Regions from separate parts of the Mus musculus genome. Here region 1 is linked to region 2. A link is a contact called in public HiChIP or PLAC-seq data. All regions are on one chromosome and are shown on one strand. Each heading gives the region's core, a stretch centred on a gene start, on an enhancer-like site or on the middle of the called end of the contact. The rest is flanking DNA. Distances are from core to core; before and after follow the strand shown. Region 1 holds the start of Cd96 (CD96 antigen). Region 2 overlaps Plcxd2 (phosphatidylinositol-specific phospholipase C, X domain containing 2).

What was found. HiChIP or PLAC-seq counts read pairs in DNA pulled down with a chosen protein or histone mark.
Region 1: a contact with region 2 is called in a BATF HiChIP or PLAC-seq map of CD8 T cells, with 5 read pairs. The contact joins the promoter of Cd96 here to the enhancer-like site in region 2. A contact is called at or near these places in 2 of 39 promoter capture datasets (liver and pre-B cells), 6 of 484 Hi-C or Micro-C datasets (the HL-1 cell line, embryonic fibroblasts, forebrain and 2 more), 2 of 115 datasets of contacts at active chromatin or transcription factors (CD8 T cells and intestinal villus epithelium) and 1 of 9 other capture datasets (liver).

What each region holds. Positions count from the first base shown.
Region 1 is chr16:46,118,849-46,121,548 of GRCm38.p6, forward strand. It overlaps Cd96 (CD96 antigen), which reads right to left and starts at 1,400. Exons shown (of 15, transcript NM_032465.2): 1 at 1,184-1,400. The coding sequence starts at 1,244.
Region 2 is chr16:45,966,411-45,969,110 of GRCm38.p6, forward strand. The region is part of intron 3 of Plcxd2 (phosphatidylinositol-specific phospholipase C, X domain containing 2); the gene reads right to left. It overlaps Gm15638 (predicted gene 15638), which reads left to right. Exons shown (of 3, transcript NR_152226.1): 2 at 464-566; 3 at 2,227-2,700. Among named protein-coding and RNA genes, the nearest start is that of Gm15638, 22 kb to the left of the region's middle. Within about 2 kb of position 1,276, at least 78 of the 459 cell types and tissues checked have an H3K27ac peak or open chromatin away from gene starts, as enhancers often do. A contact at or near this core is called in CD8 T cells, the HL-1 cell line, embryonic fibroblasts and 1 more, where this site is marked.

The sequences.
Region 1 (2,700 bases), core at 150-2,649, 150 kb after region 2:
TACATTCAGTCTGGCTGAGTAGAATAAGAAACTTGACATTCTCTCTGAGGATGAAGGGACCTTCATCTCCATGTAGTTACATCTCCCAAGGAGAAAGGAGCAGGTGCCTCAGGTAAATGTTCCCTAGGGTATCATCTCTAACCAGCTCATGAAACGCTAGATATGAAAGGTTCTTTCTCCCATCGGCAACCTGACTGCATGGTACAGACCACTCAAAATTTGTTCAGCACTGGGCCTTTGATATGTCTTCAGAAATGCTTCAGATGCCCTTTTCAAATTTACCATCACAGAAGTAATACATTACTGGGACAAGTCCCCCAGAGCTCACAAGGGAATAGATAAAAAGACAGCAAGCTGCTAAGAAGAAACAAAGACACTTGATGGATAGGAATTATTATACGTTTGTGGATGCACAGAGTTTGTGTAGACAGAGGTTATACATCTGAATGTAACTCCCCAGGAGTGACCCTTCAATAACATGCATCCGAGCCTATCTGGATCACCAGTTCCAACGTGTCTTTGATTCAGAAACTCTAGCGATCTTCATTGCCATGCATAGCTCGGGTTTTCAGCACGAATCTTGTATTGCGGGGTTCAGAACTAAGCTTTCCTCCTTCCATTTTGAAATGGACCTTTTAGGTTTCATTTCCCATGGTCATAAAGGGCTCCCCTTGGCTTTGCAAGGTACTCCTTGTATGTAACTGAGTTAGGCTTAACATAAATCCAACCACTAATGACATTAGTATTAGGGAGGAGAGACACTTGTTTGTTAATTTGAAAAGAAATGCCTGAGAGAGGATTAAAAGCTGAGCAAGGCTTTCTGACCACGGACATGATTATAGGGTGTCTTAGTTTTCTGCCGTTGTCTTTATAATGATCCAGGAACATTTCCTCTCCAAGACACACAATTTTCCCATAATTCAAGACTCTTTGAAGAGGAGAAATGGTAAAGAGAGACAAGAGCAATGGCGCTGTTTGTTTCCTCCTTAGGTTTTGTGCTCATTAGGAATCCTGTATCGACTCTAGCATCTTTCCCGTAGCTGCCACTTAAGCAGCTAACTGACAACCTTAGCAACAGCTTGTCCTTCAGTGATCGACTCCTGCAGCAGTCTTGAAGCATTTCAAAGGAGCAAAGGGTCCCTAAGCAGCCATCTGAAAAGACCAGCGTGAGCGGAAGTCTTACCCCTGAAAAACTGTATCTGGATGATGGTGTAAACAACACAATATGTCCATTTTCTCCCCATTGTCTCCCGAAGAGCTCACGCCAGCATTTCTGTAATGATCACAGGAGGCGATTGCTGTTTCTAGCTAAGCAAACGCTAGCCACCCTATTCGTGCTCAAAAACCTCAACTCTACCACAGGGTTGGGGCTGTTGATCGCTTGGCAAGTCCCCAGGAAATGAAATGCAGACAGGAAAGTAGTGTGGTTCAGGGCTAAGTATAACCTTCACAAGAACAATGTGGAAACTGTTCTCTGAAACCTTGCGCCTGTCTCACCTTTAAAAGACGCTTCCATATCCCAAGATTCTCTCCTTCAGTTTCTTTGTCAGTCAAGCTGCTTCTAAAATCGAAACAAAGGAAACTGTGCAGAGAAGTCCCCTTGTGCTTTTTATACATTTCCTTTCAAGAGCACAAAGTCCTTTAGCAAACACGAGCTTGCTGCCTCTTGTAATAGCTTTTCAGTCCAATCATAAGATATATTTTCTTTCCTGAATAGCCCCAGGGTGAAAGAACAATGGTTAACATATTTGATTTTAATAAACCCTGAAGAATAACTGGGAGTAATGTCAGCTATCCAACTGAATTTATTGTCTAGTTCCTTGTAGGTAAATCCACATTTCTGTGGAGGGGAGAAGTTAGGGGGTCTTTCCTACCCTTTGTCCTTACCAGTTTGGAGACCAAATGGGGAAATTGCTCACTGTCACAGCTAGGAGGCGTTTTAAATGAAGGTCTAAGAGCTTTATCTGGCTAATCCAAAAACCATAAAGAACTAAACTACACAGAGTGTCGGTGGGTATGTTAAGTCAGGTGGTCCTGATGACTTTTCCAGGGAGGGTTAGCAATTCAGATCCTTGAAGGGAGGACAGGAAGTGATGTAACTGCTCAGGGCATCTTTCTTCATCGCAGCTGGGAATTCTGTTAAGTCAGTGATGGGACTTAATAAAGCCTTCCAGGAGATGTGTTAGAAAGACTCTGATCTGTGACTTGGTGTCCCTATTAGACGAAGACAGATTATATACTTGGAGAGGAACTTTGTCACCTCTTACTACACCTGTTGTAAAACTGCAATAAAAACCCCAATTTACTGAATTCTTACTTGGAGTACTTAGACTCTTACTGCATTAAAATGAGGAAACTTTTAAAAAGAGAGCAGGAGAATGCCTCATTAAGACGAGAGAGTGTGATTTTTCAGAACTAGAGGTTCACTGTTCACAGAATCCCTGCCTTTTGCTAAGGTGGTTTATTAGAGGCACTTGGGTGTCGGTTGGTCCAATCTGTCTTAGCTATTTATTTGATTCATGGTTCATGATTCTAATACCTAGGAATTTCTGTGGCCTGAACCCATCAGATTTTTACTAATTTTCCCTTGGGATCCATCTAGACTCTTAGAGAAGACACTTCTCAGATGGCTGTGCCACACACGTTGAATGCATCTGTTATTCTGAAGTGGCAAGACCCAAGTGACAGCCCCTCCATGGC
Region 2 (2,700 bases), core at 26-2,525:
TTCACAGAATCTAGAAGAGGGAGTTGGATCCCCTGGAGCTGAAGTTATAGGCTGAGAGCTGAACTTGTGTCTTCGGCTTAGCCACCTCTCCAGTGAGTGCTCGTAACTCCCGCCATCCCTCCAATCCCCCATCATTTTTTTTTTTTAAATTTCTGTGATTTGCTTAAGAAACACATTCACTTCCAATTCACAAAGATTTCCTTCCTTCCACAGTTCCTTCTGAAAGCTTCAGCGGATTCACCTTTATCTTACTTTTTAAAAACTACCAGTTAATTTTTTTTACAAAAGGCCAGGGTTCACTTTCCACAGAGATAGTTATCCTCGTACTGCTCATGGCTCTTTAGTAGATTAATATTTAATCAGCTGTCTCTTGAATACAGTTGCTGGGGTTATTTGATAAACAGAAGACTTCCGGTGTGTCAGAGGCTCAGAGCTCATGATGTAAATAACACTTTCATTCCAGTGTGACCTACGTGTGAGGAGCCACAGAGGAAGAGAAGAACCATCAAGGCTACTGGCTATCTTGTAACAGTAAACACAGCTCACGAAATACCCAGCAAAGGAAGGTAGAAACTGGCCTACAGTTGATTATTGCACGTCTAGGAATCCCTTGGGTTGGATTTGCTCTAGCTAACATCCATGGTCCGTCCCTCTCTTCTGTTACTCTCTGGCTCTCCCCGCACCCCATTTCTATCCTCCACTGAAGCTTGATGTACCCTCATTTCGTAGTCTTCTAGAAAAAGTGATGTTAAGACCTCAGCTCTTCTCTCAGTCAGCAGAGACTTCACTGCCATGAGTTGAAATAGTCTTATTGATCAAATCACTTTTTTAGAAAAAAATTGTATTAGCTGGTTGTGGTACAAAAGTCCTTCTACTTTTAGTTGGGACGCTTGATGATCTTAACTGACTACAATTCCTTGTCTGTCAGCTACTCTTCCCTGTGAAACAGGATCAATCAGAAAGATAGTATATGGAAAGTGTTCAGAGCAATGGCTGCTTAGAGCAGTGTCGTGTATTTGGCAAAGGAAAGGTATCATAAAGGAAAGAGTAAAGAGGTCGAAAGAGAAACATTTGGGGGAGTAGGGATAGGAAACCTCTTATATATCCACACAACGAAGTTGTGAAGTTGGGAAGCGGGGTTGAAGAACACAGAACTCTCAGACAAAGGCCAAAATTTCCCATCCGTCCCACGTGAAAGACACAGTAGTAGTGAGCTTGTAACATTTAGGATTCAAAGGATCCCTGGCCAGAACCTATGTTTGGAGATCCTGCGCCACCTGCTGGTCATTCTGGGGGAATGATACTTGCCAGGTAGAGGCAGCCCCGACCCTTTGCAGACTATAAATCCATACTTTCCAGATTAAGTGGTGAAGAAAAGCTCATCTCAGAGACCTCAAGGACATGTGCAGGGACACCCGATTGTCCAGAGGACTGTGTTAGCTCACTTACTCTGTCATAACAGCATATACACTGTTGACTTCAAAGAACTGGAGTTATTTTCCCCTGTTCTAGAGGCTACAAGTCAAGGTTGAGATGCTATTGGGCTGGGTTTTTTCTGAAGCCCTTATTCTCTATTGCAGGAGATTTCCTCCTCCTCATGCCCTCCCCTCAGCAACCTATGTGTCATTTTCTCTGTATGCACACACATATTCCTGTAGTCTCTTGCCTTTTGCGTGCTTTTGGAGATCTTATTACATTTTCAAAGATGACCTTGACTGTCCCCTCCTCTGCATGGATGCTGGGATTGCAGGCTTACACTGTCTTGCTTCTCTTCTATTGTCTCTGGGTTTAAGTTTCCTTTGGACTTCAATGTGAGTAGATTAGAACCCACCGTAATAGCCTTTTAACTTAATTCTCTCTTTAAAATGCAATGTCTCTAAATGTACTCACCTTAACTTGAGGGAGGGGCTCAGTACATAGCTCTGGGTGGCCTTGAACTCGCAAAGATCTGTCTGCCTCTGCCACTGGAGTGCTAGGTCTAAAGGTATGCACCACTAAACCTGGTTGAATTATTATTTTAATATTATTATTTTAAAACTGGTTAATTTGAAGAGAGGGGACATAATTCAATGACATTAGTAGGGACCCTACAGGTTTCAACTCCAGGCCTCCTGACTGCATTCTGACTCACTGCGAGCCTTTTGGATCAGGTGTTTTCCAGTCTGAGGAAAGCTACAACAGAAATCCAGGCTGAATTGTCTATATATGTTTGTGGCTTTCTTCCAGGGTGATGAACCAACGTGAACAAGAGACTCTCATGTTCCAAGTGGATCTGAAAGTTGGGAATTAGCTTCCTACCAAGGAAACTACCTGGTCCCCAGTAGGAAGACACACTGGATCTTCCCTGGCTTTGAGCTGTTGATCAGTGCTCGGAATCAGCTATGTAGCATCCCTGTTCAGTTAGCCAGTACAGACAGCCTTCAGGGCGCTGGTGCTCAGGGGGAGAGCCCACGATTATTCAGTTGTGAAATGACAGTCATGTGATTTGCTGGCACTTGGGAACAGACTCCTAACCACAGCCACGTTCCTGCTCCACTGATGTGTAGGCACAGGAATGTAGGATCACACTCCTAATATTCCCATGACCAGAAACAGTGAGGATGCCAAGAGAGCTACTCATTTGAGGGACACATTCTCACTACCAGCTGGGAGACATTGCCTTTGCGCTCATCTTCTTGACCATTAAACAGAGAGGCATCA